Linked DNA regions of Zea mays: all the other regions are linked to region 2. A link is a contact called in public Hi-C data. All regions are on one chromosome and are shown on one strand. Each heading gives the region's core, a stretch centred on a gene start, on an enhancer-like site or on the middle of the called end of the contact. The rest is flanking DNA. Distances are from core to core; before and after follow the strand shown. Region 1 holds the start of LOC100276698. Region 2 holds the start of LOC100217184 (Gamma carbonic anhydrase 1 mitochondrial). Region 3 holds the start of LOC542418 (beta-5 tubulin).

Region 1 (4,337 bases), core at 1,279-3,778, 140 kb after region 2:
CCTGTCGACCAGAGCCGTCAACGCCGCTGGGTTGAAAGTGGGCAGTCCACGGCGAACCTGGAACGATACGACGTCCAAGCCATCCCTCTATAGGAGAGGAGTGTACCTGTCATCATACCTCATCTCCTCCAGAAGCCATCGTCTCAGTGTAGGCAGGTCCTTGAAAAGTAAGCCTACCTTAATCTCAATGCTATCGACGTTATTCGGAGCCTCTAGCAGTTCATCATCACGTCCTTCTGCATATGCACCGGTGGAATGACTTAGACTGCTAAATTCATGTACTGCAGGGTCACGCTCGGGACACAAACATCTTATGAGTTCAATTTCTTGCTCGGTCATTTCTTGAACCGGACGGTCATCATCAAAATCTAAGGCCCGTGCAGCCTCATATGGCTCCTCCTCATCCTCAATCTGAACATCAACACTATTTGATGCCCTGCATATGTTTTCCATATTGTATGATACAGGCACATCAAGATAAGCACCATTATCTAGTAGTGGAGATCCTGCATCGCGTCGAAGGAGGAAATACTACATTAAAAAGTCTAATCAAACGAAATAACGATGGATACGAACAACGTGTTCAAGACACTTACTAGGATGATCCTGAATTGGATCCTAGGTCAATGGGATCTCCTGGGGGGTTACCACCGGATTAGAAGCCCCACATACGTCGTGAAGACGACGAGAAATCTCATACTCGTTCGGGCTCGATTGAGCATCGGCACAACAACCACTTCTTCCGGAAGCTCTAGCAAAGGAGCTTCAATACGAGATGCATTTGGCATTTGTGGAGACAACCCGACTGGAGCATCGCAATGACTAACAGATAACTTTCGAACAACCACATCCAAACATGGTGGAACAATCGTCTTCACAATTCTGACATATCTCACCCAATCATCTTCTGAGGCAATGGAGATCAACCGTCGGACAACTATCCCAGATGTAATATGGGTCAACAAACCCTGAACTCCTCACAAGCTCGAGCGAAAATCTGGGCAAAAGAGGGTCTTTCATTGAACATCATGGTCACGTTCTTCATACCATAAAAACTAGCATTCCCATAAACATCTGTCTCCACGCTTCCTCCATGGTATAGTGTCACTAGGGTGTCCATCTATTGCAAACATGGATTACTAACTCAATAATGCCAAGGTACTGAAGCCTAAATACTTACTAAGTAATAAATAAATAATAACTAGTTATTAACTACTAACTATATAGTACATATTAAACGAAATTATATAATCTATGAATAATGTACGAAAACAATGTATACCTGAGATCGCGTACGAGTCAAGCTAACGGTGACGAAGGTAGTCGGAAGGACACATATGTACAAAAAAACTACTGTCAATAAAAATTCGGCAGCACCTCCCCTATAAAGTGAGGTTTCTAAAACCTGCAAAGAAACGACAACGTGATGGTTGCCAACACACAAAACATCACGACAACTACATAATAAACAAATGCTAACCATATGATAAACAATGTAACAGTCAAAATCTCACGTCGGCCTTATTCCTCTATATGTTTGGTGTATATATCTTTAAAACAATACTCTCTTGTAAAAAATGTAACTATGAATTACGTTGTAACTATGAATCAATTATGAATTAACTATGAATTAATTATGAATTAACTATAAATTATATGTAACTATGAACTTTGTGGGGATGCACAATTACCACTCGCGGCGGCGGGGAACTCGCGGCGGCGGGGAACTCGCGGCGGGGAGCTCGGGGAGGACGACACGCATCGACGAGGGGCGGCGGGGAGCTCGTGGAGGACGGCTCGCGGCGACGAGGAGCTCGCAGAGCAAGCACGAGGGGGTGGGGCGGGCGGAACTCGCGGCGCGGAGGAGGTCACAGGGGCGGCGGGCCGCGCGGAGGAGCGACCGGCGGCGGGGGGGGGGCGCGGAGGACGACGCGGTGGCGATGGGGACCTCGCTGCGGCGGCGGGGCTGGCAGAGGCTGCGGCGGCGAGGCTCGCGGCTGCGGGGCCGGCGGTGAGAAGAGGCGGCGCGGGCAGAACAACGCGGTGAAGGAACAGAGAACATAAACGCGGTGAAGAAACGGACCGTGCGGCTAAATCCTAGCTCGGCGCCAAGATCTATGGCGCTGAGCTAGGTGCCCACGCAGGCTAACACGTCAGCCGTGGTCGCCAGCGCCACATCAGCGCTCGGCGCCATAGACCATGGCGCCGACCTGTGTTACCTCGGTGCCATGGGCTCTAGCGCCGAGCAAAGGGTACAAAAATGACATTAATTTTTTTTAGGATCCAAACGTGATTTTTTTCCCATGAAAGGGCCAAAATACAAAAAAATCGGACAATTACATTTGCCATGATCCGAATTTCATTTTATTGGCCAAAATTTGTTTTTTGTATTTTATATTTTGAATCGAAATCTATTTAAAATCCGAACGAAATCTATTTGTCGGCTAGTAGCGAAAACAAAAAAAAATAGCGAGAAAATAAACCGTGGGTATTTCTAAACCCGATATCCATCAGTCAACTGTCAATACGTGGATGGGCGGAGTGGGGAGGAAGAAGGCACAGGAGGTTGGGTTGGAATTGGATGGGAACGCCGGAACGGCACCGATTCCTCTCCGCAGCAGCACAAGGCCCCGTGCGGCCGTGCCGGCTTCCCCTGCCCCCCGTCTCTCTCTCCTCCATCTCCTTGCTGACACCTTTGCGTGCCCTGTGGTTCTGATCCGATCTATCCATCATCCAAGGCCGCCTCCATCCTGTCCCTGCTTCTCGCGCGCGCATGCACGCTAGGAGGGAGGATAGGAATGGCGACGGAGGTAAACCGGGACGCCAACGCTGACGACCCTCCTCTGCCGCAACCGGCCCCTTCCCCGTCGTCGGAGGGGAAGGATGCCAACAACATCAGGGACAGGGTATCCTTCTCGTCGTCCTCCTCCAGAGCGGCCCGCCCTTCGTGCTGGGGAAGCATCAGAATCATTCATCGGTTTGGCCGGATCCGGAGCCGGAGCCTGAGCAGAATGGGCAGCGACGAGCACGACACGCGCGCAAGCCTCGGGGGTCGTGGGCGCCGCTGCGGTTGCGGTTGCGTTTGCAGCGGCGGCAAGGCGGGTGCAGCGGTCGGGCCGACGAGGTCCCTCCTCCAGCGCAACGATTTCTACTGCGACGATTGCAACACGCACGCGTAGGAGACGTCCCTTCAGCTTTCTGCTGCTTCATCAGATTTTGCCCATGGTGTATGTTGTGCATCTGAATCTGATCAGGAGCGATTCAAGTTTTGTAGTGCTTCATCATTTTAGATAGCCGGTGTTTTCGCTATACTGTTTCAGTTACGTATTTGTTGCCTGAAATGTCCGTAGTAGCAATCATTTAGGCAGATCAGTTTATCCTAGAACATGAACAACTAAGAACTGTTTGATTCCTTTAGTCATCTGACTAAACTTTAGTTTAATCACTAAAATAACTCGTTTGGTTTCAGTGACTAAACTTGACTAAAAAACATTAATTGAAGTGAATAATAATTGCTTTACCTCTATTAATTAGTGGATGTCTGCTGCACTAAGAAAGAGAAGAGGACAAGTGAGATAAAAATACTTCTTTAGTCTCTTTTAGTCACCTCCTTAGTGACTAGATAACTTAATTTTAGTCATTCCACTTTAGTCATCATATTTGCTTCTTCAGGGACTAAAAGTGACTAAATTTTAGTTGCCCCCAAACCAAAAGAGAACTCTGCTACAGAATAAGGCTTGAAGATCTCGTAGTGGTGATTAATTGAAGGAAAAATAAACAGATCCAAGCTATGTATATTATAAGGAGATTGGCATGAAACAGATAACAAGTGACTGATGCAAAGAATCGATTCCTACCCACTAGCACGAAAAGGCTTCTACTCGGGGTACTTCGATTACAATGACAGCTGAAATAATAACTCATACAGAACTGGACAAATCTACTCTACTTTTCCAAGTCTCTGGAGACAATCAAAAGAATGTGGATCAGTAGCAAACCCCATCCCGGTGGTGTGGGGAAGTATAATCTAATCCAAGTAACCTTTCATCGTCGGAACGCTCAAAGAACGAGAGATTTGCTATCTTACCGTTATTATCAGTGAGCTTCGAAAATTTTACCATCGGGCTCATAAATCATAAACATAGATGGATACACAAATCATAAGCATAAACAACCGACGTAATAGTAAGAAGGCAACAGTCACAGCGGTAAAAGATCGATTATTCCCTGAACGAACCTTGCAGAAGAAAGCAGGCGGCACCAATCTTCACACAGATGCACAGATGAAAGAACCTAGCAGTTTTTCTGATGAGCGAATCTCACGGGCAAGGCCAAGG
Region 2 (4,923 bases), core at 972-3,471:
GTGTCCGGTGCACCAGGGAATTCCAGTCTGAACTTGTCACCTTCGGGAATTCTAGGAGTCGCTCCGCTATAATTCACCGGACTGTCCGGTGTAGCACCGGACTGTCCGGTGTGCCAGCGGAGTAACGGCTACACAGCGCCAACGGTCGTCTGCAACGGTACAGTAAAAGTGAACAGTACGTGCCTGCGCGCGCAGAAGTCAGAGCAGCGCCAGAAGGCGCACCGGACAGTGAATAGTGCCTGTCCGGTGGCCAAGAAGTCAGAAGCTCCAACGGTCGAACCCTAACGGTCGGGTGACGTGGCTGGCATACCAGACAGTGTCCGATGGCGCACCGGACTGTCCGGTGCACCATACGACAGCAGCCTCCACCAATAGTCAACTTGGTGGTTGGGGCTATAAATACCCCCAACCACCACACTTCAATGCATCCAAGTTTTCAACCATCAAACCTCATACAAGAGCTCTAGACTTCATTCCAAGACACAAACAAAGAGATCAAATCCTCTCCCAAGTCCAAAGATCATTCCAATTAAATAGTGACTAGCGAGAGAGACAATTGTGTTCATTTGAGTTCTTGCGCTTGGATTGCTTTTCTTCTTCCTTCTTTCTTGTGTTCAACTCACTTGTAATCAAAACAAGAGACACCAAGTTGTGGTGGTCCTTGTAGTGGACTTAGTGTCCCATTTGATTGAAGAGAAAGGCTCACTCGGTCTAGGTGACCGTTTGAGAGAGGGAAAGGGTTGAAAGAGACTCGGTCTTTGTGACCACCTCAACGGAGAGTAGGTTTGCAAGAACCGAACCTCGGTAAAACAAATCATCGTGTCATCCGCTTTCATTTGCTTGTGATTTGTTTTCACCCTCTCCTTTGGACTCGTTTATATTTCTAACGCTAACCCCGGCTTGTAGTGTGTGTTTAAGTTTATAAAATTCAGATTTGCCTATTCACCCCCCCTCTAAGCGACTTTCACAGGGGTTGGACGAGATGGAACCGTGAGACGGAGGCGCTCGTCTCCTAGACCCACGTGGGGTCGGGAGTTGGGTGGACGAAGGAACATTTGTTGTTGGTGCCTGAGGCTAGGTTCAGACGAGGCATGGTCGGCCTTGTGGAGTATATACAATATTCAATCGTTTGAACACTCGTCGCCTCTCGTTGATTCCGTGCCACGTCATACCTGTGGTATTCGCCCTCAACAATAAGTCATGACTAATTTGCGAAACAAATATATTGAGTTTAACTAATCCATGATTTGACCATATTTTGCTACGGTAAAATGCACTAATCATAGATTAATTAGACTCAATAGATTTGTCTCGCGAATTAGCCATGACTTATACAATTAGTTCTATAATGTAGTGCATGTTTATCCTTCCTAATGGCATCAAAAACCTGTACTAAACTTTAGGCTCTGTTCTAAACCTCTAGAGCTAATTGTTAGTCAACTAATAAGTTGTTAGCCGGGTTTGAACAATTAACAACTAATAACTATTCGATAGGTATAGACAAGCTAGTTTATTTGTTGTACCGTTCTAAATCTTTTAGCTAATTTTAGCTGCTAACTCTTAGTTTTAGAGATTTAGAACCCTTAATCTAGAGGATCTAAACATCTCCTTGTTTAGTTACAAGTGGATTGAAGCGAAAGGACCTCTAGCGTAATGGTTAAAACTTCCGAGTAGCACCTCCAGGTCTCGATTTCGATCACCCTCGGGGACGATTTTTTGACTTGGTTTAAAAATCTCCTCATTGTGCATCACTCGCTTTCGGTTTACGTCTCTGCGCGCCACCTTTCGGCTGGGCCGTTGTAGAGTGGGCGGTGACAACCCGCTAGCGATGGGGATCAGGGTTCAGGGATTTTCTCGGTCCGGATCATGTTCCGGTCTTTCTTAATAATCGGGATGACGGTCTTTCCCTCCCTTGTCTAACAAAATGACTGGTCAAAATGAATAGAAAGAGATTAGTATATAAATAATATAATCTATAGTACAAATTTTCTATTTTAAACTTTATTATATAAATAATGTAATCCATAGTATGATTTTTTTATTTTACATCCCATGCTACCGAACAAGGTTTTTTTTTAAGTTTTGATATTTCGGGGAAAACAAAAAAACCTAATGTAGGGGGTTCGTGGTTTTTTTTCAACGTCACACATTTCTGAATTCACTTTCTGCAGAGGGGGCAAAAGGGTAAAGTTCTTCTACCACCGAGCGAACCCCAGCACACCAGGTCCAGTGCCCAGCCTCCGTCCCTCTCCTTCCCTTACCTCGCCTCGTCTCCTCTCCTTGAGATCTCCAGGGTACGAGCGCATTCGCGATTTTGGCCGCCTCCGCCGCCGTCCGGGGAGATGGCGGGTCTGGGAAAGGCGATGTACGCGGTGGGGTTCTGGATCCGGGAGACTGGCCAGGCCCTCGACCGCCTGGGCTGCCGCCTGCAGGGCAAGTACTTCTTCCACGAGCAGAGTAAGTAACGCCGCGCTCCGGCACACCCTGTCCTCCTCTAAAATCACCCTCCCGTGTCCATCGATTAGCGGAGCACTGCGGGCGTAGAGGGGATTCGAGCGGCCGAAAGGATTGAGCGAATGGGGATTGCTGGGTAGGGTTAGTAGCGGTTAGGGAAATGTTATGTTTATGCGTCCGGCCCGTAAGTCCCCTATTCAAGAAGGGTAGCCTGGTTCACTCGAGTATTGTCTACAGTTTTGTGTTGTTAGCTTATTGCGCACTGATTTGAGCTGAAATGGACCTGCTCTTTTGTTCATTTTTTCACTGGTGTTGCACTGAGGCTGATGGTATTAAGTGTAAAAGAATTGATAAGATTGATGATTGAGTATGCCAACGATACCTTTACGAATTGTGGATCATTCTTTGGTAGCATTGGGTTTTGTAAGGTGGTGTGAAATTTGTAGGCCTAGAAGTACGCAGGATGTCAAATTGCTTTGTTGATCATTTCAGTGATGATATTAAGTTGAGTATCTATAGTACTATCCCTTGTTTGTGTATACCAGACAAGTTTGAAACTGGACAGAAAGTCTCTCTCCAAAATGTGAATATAGTACTATTACTCCCTCTATGGACTATGGGGTTTTATCAGGTCTTGTCAAAGTCTTTCTGTGTCAGAGAATGCGAATTGACCTGATTGTCTCCATTTAGACCTGTTTCTACGTAAGTAGATGTAGATCTGGTTCAGTGGCAGCATGGGAATGTTTATTTCATGAGTTGCTGGGACTTCAATAATAGATTTTCAAGAATACTCATCTCAAACTTATTCTTTTGGGAATCATTCAAGTGGAATTAAACCTTTTTAGGTTCTGTTAGTTTTCTGTTTTCTTCTTATTTTTCTACCTAATCTTGTATGTGCATGTTAGCTTCTTTGCACAGGAAAATACATTGTTAAACCAGATGATTTTGAGCAGTCTGCCATCTAGCTGGACCCTTGGAACCTCTCTTCAGCTATAACTCTTGTTGTAGAACCTATGATTTGAATCTAGGATGTTAGGGGCAGAACGATGCACATTCTCACCCCAGTAACCATGGAGCATGGTTGTCTTATTTCCTTCGTAGGAAATTCATCCACAAAAAATTTAAAGTCATACATTTTACCCCCTTTTTCTAAATGTCATTTTTGTATGAAGATGGTCCAACCGGTGTACCAATGAGCTAGGAGACTAGGACAGTTACCCGTTCATGGACAATTCTGGCTCTAATATAATAAGTAATAACTACCATTTTGGGGGGGGGGGGGGCTTATTGAGGAAACTGAAAGTACAAGAACTGTTTCCCATGGCATAATTTTGTCCTCTACTTATCTTGGAACTAGCTACTCTCACAGGGTGCTTCATGCTGCAAATATGTGGTGCATTGGGCTGGGCGGCTGGCTAAGAATCATATATGCTAAAAAATATTGCAAGTATGCCTAACTATGTATTGCAATATATAGTTTTAATGTATATTGAATGTTGATAACATGGTTATGCTACCTATAATGAAAGCATGCAGCAAGAACTCTGTGGAAAGAGGAATCCCATGATTTAATGGGTTTGCAATTGATATATCTGCCTTTAACTATTCTATCACGTGTCTTACTGTCACAATCCTGCCCGTGAGGGCGGGCTGTAAAGGATGCTGCTGACGTGGTGGAGGCCGATGGCTAGGGCTAGAGCGGCGGCGTGGTAGGCTTAGCGACGGTGACTAGGGCGTTGGTGCAGGGAGGGGAGAGGGCGGTGGCGGCAGGAGAGGGAGAGAGAGAGAGAGGCGCAGAGGGAGGGAGGAGCTTTCACTCTGTTTCTTCTTAGACTGAAATGGGTGCATCACACCTATATTTATAGTCCCTAGAGGACTTGTATCCCAAGCAAACTAGAGTCCAATTAGATTTAAACTTCTCTTTCCTAATAAACTAATCCTATTTCCTATACAATCTTTATTCTAATTTTCCATCTAAAAGTCACCTCTCCAGTTTTGGCCCTAACAGGGCATTTTGGCCGACCAGGGCCCTTCTTCGGGTTTTGCTGGGCTCAGCCAGGGGGCATATTAGGCCCGGTGACACTTACATTGGAGAAAATCTGGAGAATGCTTGTGCGCAGTATAATATGTTATATATCTTTTTGGTTTTGAATTTTTGCAACCACTAAGTCACTCAGATAAATTTGGTTCCCATGGCCCAAACTGGAATACTGGATCATGTGAAGAAAATCCTGTCATCTGCCATATGATGTCTTCTAGTGCTGTCTTTTCTTTTTCTTTTGGTCCGTTTTTCTAAGTCCATGGTCCCTTCCTACTGCCTTAAGAATTAGAATGCATATGCTCTCTTTTGTTCAATCTGGTTTTGCTTTTATTTTATGATTCTGTCTCCATAAGTAAGACTGCCATCATTTGTTTCATTCTAAAAGCATCATAAGATCATTATATTGTCATACGATGCACAAATATTAC
Region 3 (4,738 bases), core at 814-3,313, 210 kb before region 2:
CAATACGAATAAATAAAAGCTCAATGAAATTATTGGGCAAAAATATATTGTGGCAAAGCCATCATAGGAATATAAATCTTGTGACAATGCATATCGCAAATAACACATTTTGAAAACAGGAAAATTAAACTTGAGCTTAAATCAACTTACAGCTAGGGGTCGTCAGCTTCAGAGTTCGGAAGCAAATGTCATAAAGTGCTTCGTTGTCAAGAACCATGCATTCATCAGCGTTCTCAACCAACTGATGGACAGACAGGGTTGCATTGTATGGCTCAACAACAGTGTCTGACACCTTGGGCGAGGGAAAGACAGAAAATGTCAGCATCATCCGATCAGGGTACTCCTCTCTGATCTTTGAAATGAGAAGCGTGCCCATTCCAGATCCAGTGCCTCCTCCAAGGGAATGGCAGACTTGGAAGCCTGATTACAGCAAGTTAAGAAAAATAGTGAGACTAAGGACACCTGAATGTTACCATCATAGTAAACCTGTGCACAAACCAAATAGAGACAACCTAAATTTGTTCTCTCACAAAAGAGAAGGGCAATGTGTGGTCCAATATCACATAAGAAAATACCTATTGCGGGTGTCAATCACATATCCCTCATGACACTTTTGAAGTCTTTCATATATGAAATCAATCAAACAGGGTCAGACTATAAACAATATGTGTAGAAAACCTAATCCTTGTCGATGCAGTTCATTTGTAGTTAAAACTAATACAAATCAATATTGGTGAAGAAACTCATGTGCCATGTGACTGCAGTTAACAGTAAAAATAACAATCTGGTGGCCTAAAATGATGAATCCTACAAGTACCGTAGGACAAGGGATAAATGGGCAATTATATTCAACAATATAGAATACAAAGGCTTATCAGATGCAAATACTGGCCAACAACCAAGTGACCACCAATTAGAAGTAGAATAGAAAGCAAGCATGCTTGTGGCTAAATAATCGTGCCTTCCAAGAGTAATAACAGCATAAAGTTGAGTGCTCTCATCACATCTAACACACATCAGAGCAATCACATAAGCATAATTAACAGTACACTTTCAGGTCAAAAGGCAAACAACAGCAAGCATTTCAGTATGATAAAAACGAAATGAACCTTGGAGGCAGTCGCAGTTCTCAGCCTCCTTTCTGACAACGTCAAGCACGGAGTCAATGAGCTCTGCGCCCTCTGTGTAGTGGCCCTTGGCCCAGTTGTTCCCCGCGCCAGACTGTCCGAAGACAAAGTTGTCGGGGCGGAAGATCTGGCCGTACGGTCCGGTGCGGACGCTGTCCATGGTGCCAGGCTCGAGGTCCATGAGCACAGCGCGCGGCACGAAGCGGCCGCATGAGGCCTCGTTGTAGTAGACATTGACGCGCTCGAGCTGGAGGTCGGAGGTGCCGACATAGCGTCCGGTGGGATCGATACCATGCTCGTCGCAGACGACCTCCCAGAACTTGGAACCGATCTGGTTACCGCACTGGCCGCCCTGGATGTGGAGAATCTCCCTCATGGCTGGATCTAAGGCCGGTAGCTGCAGGTGGGAGGGGAGCTGAAGGGTGGTTAGAAGCGAGAAAATGATGGGGACATTGCTCCCAAACAGGAGTGGAGAACCAGATCCATGGAGGAATAACAAGCACCAGCACAGAAACCAATCAAATCCGGGAAAAACAGGGAAATGAGGAACAGCTTGAGATCTACCTGAAATTCTACGAACAAAACCAAAACACCCAAATCCCGAAATAGGAACCGAGAACTTCTAGGATCCCGAAATGGCAACAGGATTCATGATTTGACAATCAAACGCCGAACCTAAATTTGGAGTGGTGCAGATCTAAGCAAACCGCAACACCCAACAAAACCTAACACCACCGGCGAATACATCGACGCAAACCTAGCCCCAAAATTCAAACCTAACAAAACGGAACCTAAAAAACGAAATCAGCTACCACCAGACATAAATCCCCCACGCGGACACTAAACATAATCCGAATTAGACGCAAGCAACAAGGATTCCACGCCGCATTTTTACCTCACAGAAGCGAGTCGGCCGTCCAGAATAGGGAGAGCGAGGAGAGGAAGGTGGTGTGGTAAATGAAATGAGCGAGTGCCCAGAAAGGGGGCGGATTTTATAGTGGGCGCGGGGGGGCTAGGGCACCGGATCGGGCGGCCCAGTCGCGTTCCCTCCAAAGCACCGTCGGCCGCCGGGGTCATCCGATCGTTCCCATCAGACGGCCGGCAGCGTCCGGTTCGAAAACGGCCCGTTGGGCACTTGGATTTTGAAATTTTTCGGGTGTCCGCTTCCCGGCCAGGAAAATGACGGTGTTGCCCGGGCGCGTCTCGACGTTTGTTTGCTTCTGGTTTGCCGGCGTGGGAGTAGGGATGGCAATTTTACCCGCGGGTTCGGATATCCGCTGGATATCCGACCCGTCAGGTTCGGTTTCGGGTACAATATTTCACCCGCGGGTCTTACCTGTACCCGACCCGAGGTAACATCGGGTCGGGTTCGGATACTGTACTTTACCCGCGGGTCCTCCGTGGATATCCGAAAATATGTAAATATGAGCCAATTATAGCCCAACTGTAGGCCCAACTTCAACTAGCCTAGCCCGCATAGGCACAGTCGGCCAGCCGCACTCCGTCTCTAACCTAGGGCAGGCCATCGGCGGATCAGCCACACCTCAGTCCCTCGACCTGTGACCTGCCCAGGCACCCACTGCCGCCAACCTCGAACGGTCTCACTGAGCCTGGAGCCGCTGACTCACCCAGTCGCCTTGGGTCCATTTCGCACTTGCTGGTCCGCACGGTCAGGAGCACGAGCACGCCCGCACGGCAGCAGGCAACAGCCAGATGACACCCAGCCAGACGGCAACAGTCGCAAGGACAGCCAGCTCACAACACATGTGTAGTAGTTTGATTTATTTGTATATGATATATTAGTGTAAAGTCTAAACGCTATGTCAAATGTGATTTTATGTAGCTATATATGAGTGTCAACAAAGAGTTATGTGTCCCTATGTAGCAGTTTGATTTTTTGTGTAAAGTGTAATTATACCCGCGGGTATCCGATACCCGCCCGATACCCGATAGGTACGGGCACGGGTACAAAATCCTACCCGCGGGTATAGTCACGGGCGGGTATAAGTAATGCCCACGGGTATTGTCGCGGGCGGGTATTTACCATACCCGATCCGAACCCGACTCGTTGCCATCCCTACGTGGGAGTATGGGCTGTCTCGTTCTGTGTACATCAGTACATGGCAATTCTTTTTCCCGCGTACATCAGGCCAGCGGTCAATCCCGCTAGCTTCGGAAATAGAGTTAGGTTATAAGAGCGTTTCCAACAACACTCTATATACGTATATGTATACTAAATTTAGAGAACGGTGACGTATATAATCCCTCAAAAAGTGTGATTTGGTACTTCGGTTACGACAAGACAACCGAGGGCGTAACAAGCTCACTCCTCCCTGAAAGGACCCTTCATCATCGCCAAGATGCTAAAGCCAGGGACGTGCAAGCTCTGCAACGAGGAAGGAAAAGTCTACAGCAATGCATAGAAAATAGAACAGCTATATCGCTTATATCCTTAGGCATATGGCTGAATTGTACTATTCTCATGATTAGTAAAGTATAGCTTTCAAGGGAGGATTGGCCTTGCTTTCAATACAAGACTCCCTCGGGGGCTAGTAGGGGGAGCCCCTCCTCTGTGTTGTTTTTTCTCGCAGTTTTAAAAAAACATGTTTCGTACCCTCGCCCTAGTCATAACGTGAAACCCTCAAGAACAAGGGACATCCCGATTAGGAATGATAGCCGAGTCGCGGGAATACCTATGCCTCAAGGATACGGTTTCCTCACTCACGATTCCCTTCCTAAAAGGTAATTCACGTTCTAACGAGGACACCACAGTAAGACAGAGCAACATGCACAAAAAAGCAGGAAAATTACACACCATGCAAATAGAACTTTAAAAATTAAGTTCTCGGTACGATTTATACAAATTCAAATTTTCAAAACCCCGCGGGGCAGGGGTCGGGCCTATGCGGTCGGAGGAGGGAGGACGTCACCCTCGGCGTCACCAGGGGGCACGACGGTAGGCGACGGCGTGGGCGAAACCACCTCGGCCTCAAAGTGGCGCGCCAGCGAAGACCCTGGCCCCTCGGCGGCACCAACAAGCCTCCGCATCTCGGCATCGGCAAGGTCAGGCTCGTCGGGGAGAACGTAGCCCTCGCACACCAGCTCGAGATCTATCTCGTAGTGGGAGGCGACCATGGCCAACGCTCGCTTCACCCCAAGGTGAACAGCCTCGCGGAGTTCACCATGTAGGTAGCCATTTAGGGCTCGCATACGGCTCCACGAGGCCCGCCCTGGGGACGTCCACCACGTCGAGGTCCTGAAGAAACTCCTCCACTGCGTCGGACATCTCCTTCAGCTCAGCCACCTTTTGGTCCACGGTCTGGGATAGCATCCGGGAAGTCTGAGCAACGGTCTCTAGATCCTTCTCGAGCCTTGGAAGGAGGACGGAAGTATTGAGCCGTGGTCAGAAAAAAGAGATTAGACCAAATAAAACGAGACTTCAACAAAATACCTCCCACTCGGGCCTTCAAGGCTCAACCTCCAGGTGCTTGGAGAGGGAGTCGATGCAGAGGGAAGCTTCGGCGACCTGACGCCGAGACTCGTCCCGCTCCGCCACCACCGCCTGAAGGTTTCCCTTCAGCAGCCGCATCTCTTCTTGCCGCAGGTCCGCC

What was found. Hi-C and Micro-C count contacts between places; a contact is called where the count stands out from the background.
Region 1: a Hi-C map of leaf shows a contact between it and region 2, with 6 times the contacts expected there. The contact joins the promoter of LOC100276698 here to the promoter of LOC100217184 in region 2. A contact is called at or near these places in 7 of 25 Hi-C or Micro-C datasets (bundle sheath, ear, leaf and 1 more).
Region 3: a contact with region 2 is called in a Hi-C map of ear, with 2.7 times the contacts expected there. The contact joins the promoter of LOC542418 here to the promoter of LOC100217184 in region 2. A contact is called at or near these places in 2 of 25 Hi-C or Micro-C datasets (ear and leaf).

The regions. Positions count from the first base shown.
Region 1 is chr3:48,508,359-48,512,695 of Zm-B73-REFERENCE-NAM-5.0, forward strand. It overlaps LOC100276698, which reads left to right and starts at 2,529. Exons shown (of 1, transcript NM_001150425.2): 1 at 2,529-3,392. The coding sequence starts at 2,799. The coding sequence ends at 3,179.
Region 2 is chr3:48,365,741-48,370,663 of Zm-B73-REFERENCE-NAM-5.0, forward strand. LOC100217184 (Gamma carbonic anhydrase 1 mitochondrial) reads left to right here and starts at 2,222. Exons shown (of 4, transcript NM_001143544.1): 1 at 2,222-2,457. The coding sequence starts at 2,343.
Region 3 is chr3:48,157,365-48,162,102 of Zm-B73-REFERENCE-NAM-5.0, forward strand. LOC542418 (beta-5 tubulin) reads right to left here and starts at 2,064. Exons shown (of 4, transcript NM_001111988.1): 1 at 2,023-2,064; 2 at 1,110-1,524; 3 at 151-420. The coding sequence starts at 1,503.